2 separate regions of the Mus musculus genome follow, and region 1 is linked to region 2. Evidence: chromatin contacts called from public Hi-C data. All regions are on one chromosome and are shown on one strand. Each heading gives the region's core, a stretch centred on a gene start, on an enhancer-like site or on the middle of the called end of the contact. The rest is flanking DNA. Distances are from core to core; before and after follow the strand shown.

What was found. Hi-C and Micro-C count contacts between places; a contact is called where the count stands out from the background.
Region 1: a contact with region 2 is called in a Hi-C map of ECoMG myeloid progenitors, with 2.5 times the contacts expected there. The contact joins two enhancer-like sites. A contact is called at or near these places in 20 of 484 Hi-C or Micro-C datasets (8-cell embryo, ECoMG myeloid progenitors, ECoMG-derived neutrophils and 6 more), 2 of 115 datasets of contacts at active chromatin or transcription factors (acute myeloid leukemia and embryonic stem cells) and 1 of 9 other capture datasets (embryonic stem cells).

Annotation. Positions count from the first base shown.
Region 1 is chr15:97,324,526-97,330,035 of GRCm38.p6, forward strand. The region is part of intron 3 of Pced1b (PC-esterase domain containing 1B); the gene reads left to right. Among named protein-coding and RNA genes, the nearest start is that of Gm33325, 30 kb to the right of the region's middle. Within about 2 kb of position 3,161, at least 7 of the 459 cell types and tissues checked have an H3K27ac peak or open chromatin away from gene starts, as enhancers often do. A contact at or near this core is called in ECoMG myeloid progenitors, where this site is marked.
Region 2 is chr15:97,191,712-97,197,488 of GRCm38.p6, forward strand. The region is part of intron 3 of Gm33205 (a long non-coding RNA gene); the gene reads right to left. Among named protein-coding and RNA genes, the nearest start is that of Gm33205, 9.2 kb to the right of the region's middle. Within about 2 kb of position 4,175, at least 6 of the 459 cell types and tissues checked have an H3K27ac peak or open chromatin away from gene starts, as enhancers often do. A contact at or near this core is called in ECoMG myeloid progenitors, where this site is marked.

The sequences.
Region 1 (5,510 bases), core at 1,911-4,410, 130 kb after region 2:
AGAAACCAAGTAAACAAAATTAAGTCCTGTGCTAAATGAGGTTTAAATCAGCTTTGACTTTGAGGGCTATAAACCTAGTGGCACAGGCGTAGGAGTCACCCTACCTACCGATCTTGCTTCTGTCTTCAGCTCGGCTCCGTTTTCCCAGGGGGCTTTGGTATTGGAAGCATCCTATAAAATTATGTGCTCTGTCTGAGATTGGGGAGGGAAGGACATTAACTTGGCTATTTTGTAACTGAGCAGTCTAAATGCCCTTCCTCTTGCCATCCCTTAAAAAAATAATACTGACCAGTTAAAATATAACCATTGCTCAGTATCCCAAACATTTTGTTTGCATGTGACTAAAATATACATTTTAAAACTCCATCTACATTACCCAAATGCTTTCTGCATGCCGGGGACCAAATATTTGGTTCTGAATCTACAAATCTCCAACCAGGATTATGTTCTGTCTTCATCATGGTCAACTGACATTTTCCAAGCACAAATGTGACCTGTAATAAGATAGGGTTTTCCCCCCTCTCTTGGCTCTTCAACATATAGTACTGAAGCAATCGGTCAGAGGAGTACGATGGAGAAAAACACCCCATTTCCCCTGAATATTATTCCACGTGGGCTGCTCAGGATTGCAGAGAGGATACCGTTGTCATCAGCAATGCTTGCACGATGGCCGTTTTACCAAAATTGCTTTTCATCTTTGTCAGCTTCGTGGAGGTTTTTTCACATTTTCACACCCATATTTCCAGGGAGTGTGCGCGCATTGGGGAGATGTTCTGTAACTGACTTGACACACAGCCTTTCGGCAGCTCCAGAGAGAGATCAGACATCATCAACCGCTTCGATACATTTTCTAAACTGAAAAAAAAAAAATCATAGAGATGAACAGTCAGCCACATCTTATATTTCCATCTTCAAGGGTTGGAATGCGTAGGCTTCTATGACTACATTCTTGGTGGCTTTATCAACACATAAAGTTAGATAAAAGTTAGTTACACATTCACAAAACTTTGCTCCTTCATCTAAAAAGCATTTCTCCAGATAGTTCACACAGAGTCACCCAGAGCCAGTTATGCGCACGTGTGCGTGTGCTGTGACTTACCAGTGTCTTTAGTGTGGCAGTGGGATAGCTCAGTAGTAAAGTGAATGTTTATCTGGCATGCATGAGGCCCCCTCTTCAGTCCCCAGTACAGAAAAAGATAAAGAAACCAAGGTGCCTTAGTCAGGGTTTCTATTTCTGCCCAAAAAATCATGACCAAGAAGAAAGTTGGGAAGGAAAGGGTTTATTCAGCTTACACTTCCACACTGCTGTTCATCACCAAAGAAAGTCAGGACAGGAACTCATACAGGGTAGGAACCTGGACACAGGAGCTGATGCAGAGGCCATAGAAGGATGCTGCTTACTGGCTTGCTTCCCCTGGCTTGCTCGGCTTGCTTTCTCATACAACCCAGGACCACCAGCCCAGGCATGGCACCACCCACAATGGGCAGGACCCTCCCCCACTAGTCACTAATTGATCCACTTACAACTGGATCTTGTGGAGGCACTTCCTCACCTGAGGCTCCTTCCTTTCTGATAACTCCAGCTTGTGTCGAGTTGACACACAACGCCAGCTAGTACACAAGGGAAGGGGCACGGGAGGAGGACGCCACATGGAAGAACTCTTCAGGGGCTCTTACAGGATAGTTTTCAAACTGGGCCTCTAATCAGTGTAAAAGGCCAGCATGTCGTATTGATTTGACTGTATTTTACCAAATGGAATTATAAGTTTATCAACTCAGCAGAATCATGGAGCAATAAATGCACCTGTTAAGATCAATGCTGTGGCTTTAGTCCCAGCACTCAGGAGGCAGAGGCAGGCAGAGCTCTTTAGAGTTCAAGGCCAACTGAGGCTACAGATAGAGTTCCAGGATAGCCATTGCTGCTACACAGAGAAACCCTGTCTCAAAAACAAACAGGGAGCTGAAATAAATAAATATTTGGGCCAGACGAGCGGGGCTGGAGAGAGCAGAGGTTCTGAGTTCAATTCTCAGCAACCACATGGTGGCTCACAACCATCTGTACAGCTACAGTGCACTCATAGACATAAAATAAATAGATAAATCTTTAACAAGAAAAAGGAAAACAAACAAACAAAAGATCAATGCTGGGCTGTGACTTCCGTGGGTTACGTCAGGACTAGCCCTCCCTCTCATTGACCATGCTTTTTTTTTTCTCTCAAAAGATATATATATCATTATATGTAAGTTCACTGTAGCTGTCTTCAGACTCACCAGAAGAGGCCGTCAGATCTCCTTATGGGTGGTTGTGAGCCACCATGTGGTTGCTGGGATTTGAACTCAGGACCTTCTGAAGAGCAGTCAGTGCTCTTAACCTCTGAGCCATCTCTACAGCTGGACCATGCTTTTATAGCATGATTCCTGACAGCTCATGGACTGGGGTGAGTAATTACGCCTGTTACGCCCGGGCTCCTGAAGATGGCAGCAGTTTGGCTAGGAGGATAGCCTTGCCTAACACCATCTAACTCAGTACTGCTGCAAAATTAATGAGCCAAGCAATGGGTGGCTAACTGGTCAGTTGTGCTCACAGTAAAAAAGCCCCTTAGCGAAGGGAGTGATGGTTTGACTGATTCACGGAATAAAAGGAAGTCATTGTCCACTTCTGCGTTATCAACACGAAAACCCAACAGTCGCTGCGAAGAAGTGGGGAAATGGTTTATTCTGGAACCAATGATGAGGGATCGTGGCCCATAAAATCGGCTGTAGTGTACCTGAATACTGGGTTCCAATGTCCAAACTGTTTCACAGAGTTTGTAGTGAGCAAAGCAAAGAAAGTCATAACTCAGGCGCTTTTCAAACGGAAGATGGAAACAGGAAACCTCTGTCATTGGCCTCATATACTTCTTAACGATACTTTCAGGCTTTGTCATCACAAAGATGTTGGGTCACACACGCAGGGGACAGAAATTGGTTATTCAGAGGCTGAGTTAACCCAAGATAATTTAGCTTTAGACCAGACGCACTGAAGTCTCCACTTTAAAAACAAACAAACAGACAGACAAAAACGGTTTTTAAAAAGATGTGTTTATTTTATGTATGATGTTGTTATGCCTTTGTGTGTGTCTATGCGCCATGTGCATGTGTAGTACCCACAGTGGCCACCAGAGGGCCCAGTGAGCCACCGTGTGTGCTAGGAACCAAATTTGGGTCTAAAGCAAGAGCAAGCAGATCTTAACCACTGAGCCTTCTCTCGGCGAGATGCTACCCCTAACTAACTCGGTGCAGCCGCTTCCAGCGAGCGCTTCCTTGTCTCTCGCTCATCCGCGCTCCTGTTGGTTCACCCTGCTGGCCTTACCTCACGGTTTCCACTACTATCTTCACCGCTTTGCTTTTCCGATCGTAAATTTTGCATCCTATAACTTTTTTTTTTTTTTTTTTTTTTTTTTTTGGTTTTTGAGACAGGGTTTCTCTGTATAGCCCTGGCTGTCCTGGAACTCATTCTGTAGACCAGGCTAGCCTTGAACTCAGAAATCCGCCTGCCTCTGCCTCCTGAGTGCTGGGATTAAAGGCGTGCGCCACCACGCCCGGCAACTTTTTTTTTTTTCTTTTTCTACTTAAAAAAAAAAATTCTTTTGAGCGTTGTTACGGGGTAGCTAGCACCAGGAACACCACCTTGGTTTTGCTCTATTTTAGAGAAAATTAGGAAGCAAGCGTTGATTACAGTTTGGCCAAACTTTTGCTCCTGTTTTGCTTTTCCTTGTATCTTATACATCTGAGTGTTTTGCCTACTGCATCTAAGTGCACCACGTGCATGCCCGGTGCCCACAAATGTCAGGAGAGGGCATCAGATCACCTGGAACTGGAGTCACCCAGTGCATGCTGGGAACTGACCCCGGGGCGGGGGGGGGGGGGGGGCTCCGGAGGGTGGTGGTGAGGGGGGGCTCTGTAACAACAGGAGGCGCTTTTTAACCATTGAGCCATCTCTCCAACCCCCCACTTATTCTTAACACATCTAGAAATCCTGTCAGCCTTCCCATTTCTATCAGCAAGCATGGTCTACAAAATCTGACTTTAAAAGAAATCATTCTTTTTTTTTTTTTTTTTGTAATGGGAAATATGACTGAATTTCGTAATGTTTCCCGATTGCACAAAAATATGAATATTTTCTACTTGGTACTTTCTAAGAACTTACGGTTTAAAACAGGAGAAGAAAGTATCTTTTCCTCCTACAGTTCTAAGTTGTTGGCTGAGGCCCTCAGAGCAAAAGACAGATGAAGAAAAGAAGAGCCCACACAGTTATTAATACTATTGTGCTGCCACAGGAGCCTTCATGAGGAATTGGTCCTGAGGCTGGCAGAAACAGTTAAATGATTATTTTCCTGCTCCGTTGAATGCAGAGTGAGATGTCCTGGACTGTGATCCTGCAAAGGGGACTTAAGGCCAGGGACAGTGGGCAAGAGGGGCCAGGAGACAGGGTCTGTTCTCATCCACCCTACCATGGTTTACACTGCCCCTACCTCACCACCACTACCTACACCTCCCCCTGCCCCACCACCACCTACACCTCCCCCTGCCCCACCACCACCTACACCTCCCCCTGCCCCACCACCACCTACACCTCCCCCTGCCCCACCACCACCTACACCTCCCCCTGCCCCACCACCACCTACACCTCCCCCTGCCCCACCACCACCTATACCTCCCCCTGCCCCACCACCAGCTACACCTCCCCCTGCCCCACCACCAGCTACACCTCCCCCTGCCCCACCACCACCTACACCTCCCCCTGCCCCACCACTGCCTACTCTGCCCTCCATCTTGAGGTAGATTGTTCCTTCTGTCACAGCGTAGGGTGACTTACACCAGGGTCTTAGGTAGTGCTCCCTAGGACAGTCCTTCCTGCATCTGCCTTTTCTCACAGGTCTTCAGTTTCACACAGGCCCAAGCCAAGGCACTGTCTCATGGGTGGAGTTTCCCAAACCACACTGCTTCGGCCTCACTGCTGTCTAATGTTACCCAGAGTGCTAACTTGGCTTTCACTGAATCTCCATAGTTCCAAATAAAATACACTAACTGATGTTCTCTCTGTTTCAGAGTGCTTTATGCGTTTAGCTTCTGTGGTTTCTAATACACCCAAGGTGGCAGCCAGTGTATGTTTTACATCTTGTCTTAGGCATTTTGAGACAAGGTATGTAGCTGGCTGTGGACCTCAGGTTAGTCTTTTTGTTTTTTGGTTTTTTAAAGAACTATTTATTTTATGTATAGGAGTTCATTGGTGCTGTCTTCAGACACACCAGAAGAGGGCATCAGATCCCATTACAGATGGTTGTGAGCCACCCTCTGTAATGTGGTTGCTGGGAATTGAACTCAGGACCTCTGGAAGAGCAGCCACTGCTCTTAACCTCTGAGTCATCTCTCCAGCCCACTTTAGGTTTAGTCTTAAGTGCGCGCTTTCTCCTGCTTCAGCCTCCTGATTACAGCTGTGCACCACCACACTCTTAGAGTGTCCTTTC
Region 2 (5,777 bases), core at 2,925-5,424:
AAGGGTACAGCAGATGCCACGGCTGGACACAGCCCACTCAAGCTTCCATCTGTCCATCTGTCTATCCATCCATCCAGATTGGTCCTGCACTTCGCCTCCACATTCTGCAACCTATTTCTCTCTAGATCATCTCAATTTGCTGCCTGACACGACCCTGAGCTTGGCCATGGTCATGCGGTGGCTCTCCAGCTAGGCTATCATTTTATCTAAACATCTGCAGTGACACTCAGCATTGCCAACATCTCTCCTCCCCCTCCCCCACAGGCCTCTTTGAATACCTTGAACTCTACTGTGGCCTCTTTCATACTTTTCTAGCTGTATTAATCCCAGCACAAGGGAGGCAGAGGCAGAGACAGGTGGATCTCTATGAGTTCAAGGTCAGCCTGATCTACAGAGCAAGTTCCAGGACATCCAGGGCTACACAGAGAAATCCTGTCTCAAAAAATAACAACAACAACAACAACAACAACAACAACAACAAAAATCCATCATGGTTGAGCAGCATGGCAGCACGCTGCAGGCATGGATACTTGGGTCAGAGCAAAGTTCTGACGATGTCCCCTATGCTGTACAAGCTCAGAGGAAACCTGTCTGGCTGTGTTCAGAAAGTGTACGGTGCCATTTCTTTTTGACGTTTTGCACTCTTTCTTTCTCAAAAAACACAAGCACACTCAAGACTGAAAAAGAACATGAGCTTCAGAAAGGAAACCAGGAGGCCAGAGTGAGGTCACCACACAGCAAAACCGCACACAGATCTCTGAGAGCAAAGGCTGGCACTGAGGACACTGGAGTCAGTGTCTCATTCCCTCTTCTCAACCTTCCTTAGGACCAAAGGCTCAGTTTGAAAATCATATGTCTTCCAGCAAGCACTTCCTGATCCCTGAACTGTGGCCTCTGTTCATCTGCCAACTGCTTGTTCTTACTGCATCTCTCTACCGTGTGTGTATGTGCATGCATGTGTACATGTTTGTGCACATATACATGTGTATGTGCACACAGGGACCAGAATATCTTATTATTGTGTGGGATGGGTGCATAGGCTCTTGTGCGTGTGTGTGTGTGTGTGTGTGTGTGTGTGTGTGTGTGTGTGTGTAGTCAGGGTCATCATGGGTTCTCTAATTGTTTTCCACCTTAGTTTGTTAATGTTTACTTTATTTTATTTTTAATTGTGTGTGCATGTGAGTGTATGCAGCTAAGTGCATTGTGTGCATGTGTGTGTATGCAGTTAAGTGCATGTGTGTGCATGTGTGTGTATGCAGCTAAGTGCATGTGTGTGCATGTGTGTGTATGCAGCATGTGATTATGGAGGCCAGAACTATTGGGTACCCCAGGAACTGGAGTTATAGACAGTTGTGAAGTGCCCAACATGGGTGCTGAGAATCAAACTTGGGTCCTTTGCAAGAAAAATAGATGCTTATCAACACTGACCAGTCTTTCCAGCCTGCACCAACCTCGCCTTTTGAGACAAGGTTTCTCGTTGAGTCCAAAGCTCTCGTTTGGCCAGATTGGCTGGCCTACAAGCCCCAGGGAGCCTCCTGTCTCCATCTGTCCTGGTCTTGTATTATAGCCAGAAGCTTCTACATCTAGCTTTCCCACGGGTGCTGGGAATCTGAACTCAAGTCTTCATGCTTGTGTGGCTTTACAGACTGAGCCATCTCCCCAGCCTGCTCCTCTTTACCTTGGACCATCAACAAAGCTCACCAAATAATCTATTCTACTCTTGGTGAAAATGAAGATTCATACAGTCAGTACCGAAGATTTTATGAAGTCTCCTCAAAACATAACAACAGCAACAGCAAAAAACTAAAAACCAATAAAATGGAAAATAAAACTGCTGTGGATCCAGCTGTCCAACTTGTCTACCTCCATCCAGCTGTCCTACTGGTCTACCTCCATCCAGCTGTCCAACTGGTCTACCTCCAAAGGAAATGAGATCAAGTTATCACAGAAATGTCTGCACTCCTGTGGTTTGTACAGCAATGTTCACAACAACTAAAACTAGAGTCAACTGAGGTCCCTTAGCAGATGACAACCAAAAATGTAGTGTGTACACAAATAAGATAGTGTTCTACATAGGGGAATGAAGTCCTGATATTGTGTCCAGATGATAGACACACTGGAGGATGTTATGTTAAGTGAAACAAGCTGGGCACAGAAAGACAAATACTACATGTTTTCATTCATATATGGAGACTTTAACAAATTGATCTCATAGGAGTAGAAAATAGAACAGTGTTCTCTGTATACTAGGAGAAGGAAGGTGAGAGGACAGAAAGGGGCTGGATAACGAATATCCAAGTGCATCTGTACAGGAATACATTCTAGTGTTCTACAACTCAGTGGGGTAACGAGGATTCAGTACGTCTTTAGACAATAAATGAGATGAGTTCAAGGTTTCCCAACATGTAGAAATGATACTTGTTTAAGGAGACAGACATGCTAACTGTCCTCATCCAACTAGTCTATGCGATGCACGTATCACATTGTTACGCTGTCTCTGAAACGATGTACCCTCACTACCTATCACTTTACAACCATGCCTATTCAGCATGTTTTTGCCTAAGCATCCTGACATAACTACTCTGTTTTGGCTGTGAGCCTTTCACAGCTGAGCCAATCTCTCCAGCCCCTGACACAGGGACACAATTAACTTATTTACTTTTTTTTTTGTAGTGTCAGAGATTGAACCTAGAGCTACACACACACACTAAGAAATGCTCCGCCACTGAGCCACATCCCCAGCCTTGCTTGTGACAGTTTATGGTGGCATTTCCTTGTTTAACCCTGCTTGATGTTATGCCAGCATCTTAACTGTGGATGGCCACTAAGAACAGAAATGGCCACTCCAATACTCAGCCTGGGTAATAAGAGGCATAGCCACTTCCCTGTCTGTATTAACAGATCTTCCTGGAGCTGCCTTGCCAGCATCAATTTGCTTTTCTGCAAATCTTCTCCCTGGGCTAGGTTGTTTTTTCCAGGAGGTTTCCCAACAGCCCATCACTTCTAAAGACACTGTCACCTGACGGCTTGGACCTAAAAGTCCTGTGCCTTGATAGTTTCACCAACCTTGGACTTCTCTACTCTGATTCTTACCCAATCCTGAGCCTTCTTTTTGAAAAGCCCAGCCAAAAATCTCCTCTCTCACACAATGCTTGATATCCCCAGTATCCACCTTACCCTCGCTGAGATGATAACAACGTTCTGAGGTGAGCAACAAACTAAGGCTTGTCTAGCCAGCAGGCTGTGTTCTTGATATCTGAGGAGCCAGCTTTTGCTAGCTCAGGAGGCTTGCGCTGAGAGAAGCCGTAAACATACTTTAGAATTGTTAGATGCCACTGGACATGTGAGGACAGTCACAGGCTGATTTCCTTCAAAACTGGGTAGCACAGAAAGTGCAAAAGCTGGAGCACAGTCTTGGATGTCAGGGTACCAAATCCCTCTATATATGCGGATCATATATATATGTGTGTGTATACATTAATATATAATATATAATAATATATATATAATGTACATATAATATATAATACATAATAGATTATTATATGTTACATGTTGTATGTTATATACATATACCCTTTTTCTTTTTCTTATAAGAATATGTATATTATATAATATATACTATCTATAATATATATTATATATATATATCCTTTCTTTTTCTTTTTCTTTTTTGTTGGTTATTTTATTTATTTACATTTCAAATGTTATCCCCTTTCCCAGTTTCCCCTCCAGAAATCCCATATCCCATCCCCTCCTCCCCCCGCTTCTATGAGGATGCTCCCCCACCCACCCATCCACTCTGCCCTGGCATTCCCCTACATTGGAGCATAGAGCCTTCCCCTGTCTGACAAGGCCATCCTCTGCTACATATGCGGCTGGAGCCATGAGTCCCTCCATGTGTACTCTTTGATTGATGGTTTAGTTTCTGGGAGCTCTGGGGGGAGGTCTGGTTGGTTGATAGTGTTGTTTTTCCCAGGGATCAATTTTTAAAATGGATTTTTTTTTTCTTTTGCTTAATGGTAACATTTAGTATTTTTATACTCAAGAAACCACAAGGATAAAAGATGCCACTAGATGGCGATAAAGCCCACCTTTACACACACACACAAGCAGACCTATAGCAGAAAAAAACTAGCCATTTGCTAATATGTAAAATCCAGGGGGAAGTTATGAAAAGGAATGAGGTCTGCTGCAGATTACTCACCTGTGTAACAGAGTGAACTTTAACCCTCAAGACAGTGGCATTCCCTTCCTGGGACCACATGGGGACATCATCAGCTTCTCTTCAACCCAAGTGGCTGACATTTCCTAGTGCAGATGCACAAGTGGCTTGTTTCCAGTGCGGATGGAATTAGGGGAACTTCTGGCTGGGCCTCCATGACAGAGGAAGGCCTTGTGAAGGAGAGATCTCTGTTCATTAGCATAAGAAGCAACACCACACGGATCCTTTCAGAACCTTGTGCCTGCATAGCACACAGTGTGTCCCTGCTCCTGTGGCCCTTCACACAGGACCACAGCACCTGCCAGTACTCTATAGGGATACCGACTATGGCTCTCCAGTTCCACCTTCTGTCTCCATCACTACTACAGTAAGTCACTCAAGTATCCTTTGCCTGACAAAGCCCAGCACAGAATAAATGCTAGGACATACTACTCACTAAGGCCGTGTTTATGGGCTGTGTGGAAGTGCTAACATGTTATGAATATTGAGTGATACAAACTGTCTAATTGGCAATGAGAGATGAATGAGGTCCTGCTGCCCTTGATCCTGTGAACACAATATTGGGAAGGGCTTAGCACACAAATGGTGAGAAATCAGACTCTTCTTAGAAGGAAGTAGAAGCTGGGAGTGTCCTGTCCATGTTGTATCCTCCCCACCTCCATCGCTTTCCCCAGCCAGAGGAAAGTCTGCTGGGAATCAGAAGAAATCTCAAAAGAAGGTATCAGGCTTTCCACAGGTGAGTATTGAAGCCAATATATTACAATCTTCTGAGGTTCAAAGACCCCCAACAGACCTAAGGTTGTTGTGTAAGCATTAAAATGCTTATGCAACGCAGAAACTGTGAAGGAACGAGGAGAGCTGACGCAGACGACAGAAAGGCTTTGGGTAATTGGCTCAGTAGCCAGCCAGGCTGAAGGAAATGGAAACTGCCACGGGCAACGGAGGAGGCAGATGAGGAAAGACAGTCCCGAGGAGTCAGGGAGAAAAACCATCCATCCCATCACCCTTTGCTGGGTCCTTTCTACCACCCCACTCCTCTCTCATTGAGGCTAATTCTATTTCAGTAAAGCTACATTGTTATTGACAGAAAAGCTCTAGTTTGTCTGTCTATTTAAAGGCTTTGCTTGTCATTATGATGCATGCAGAAATGAAGGACCTACAGTCTGCTCGTAGATCATGACTTTACCTCTACACAAGCACCCAGTTTGAAGCATATCACACCATTCTCTGATGAAACCCAACATCACCAGACTGTTAGGGCCACATCCTGGACCCTGGCAGTGTGAACACACTGGGACCGGCCATAATAGTGAAGTGCAGAAAGGGACGTGCACAGATAATACTCCTCGCCAAGGATGCATCCATAATTAAGCAGTTCTGGCCACGGCCTGGTCCTGCCCATCACTGCCTTAGCTCCAGTCTCTCAGGGGAGAGTCTAGTCAGACAAGTTGTCAGAATTCTGAGATCTCTTCCTGGGAGACAAACTCTCCCTCTGGCTGGCACCATGAGTCCAGTCAGCATGAGTCCCCGAGGAACGTCTAATTGTGAGAAT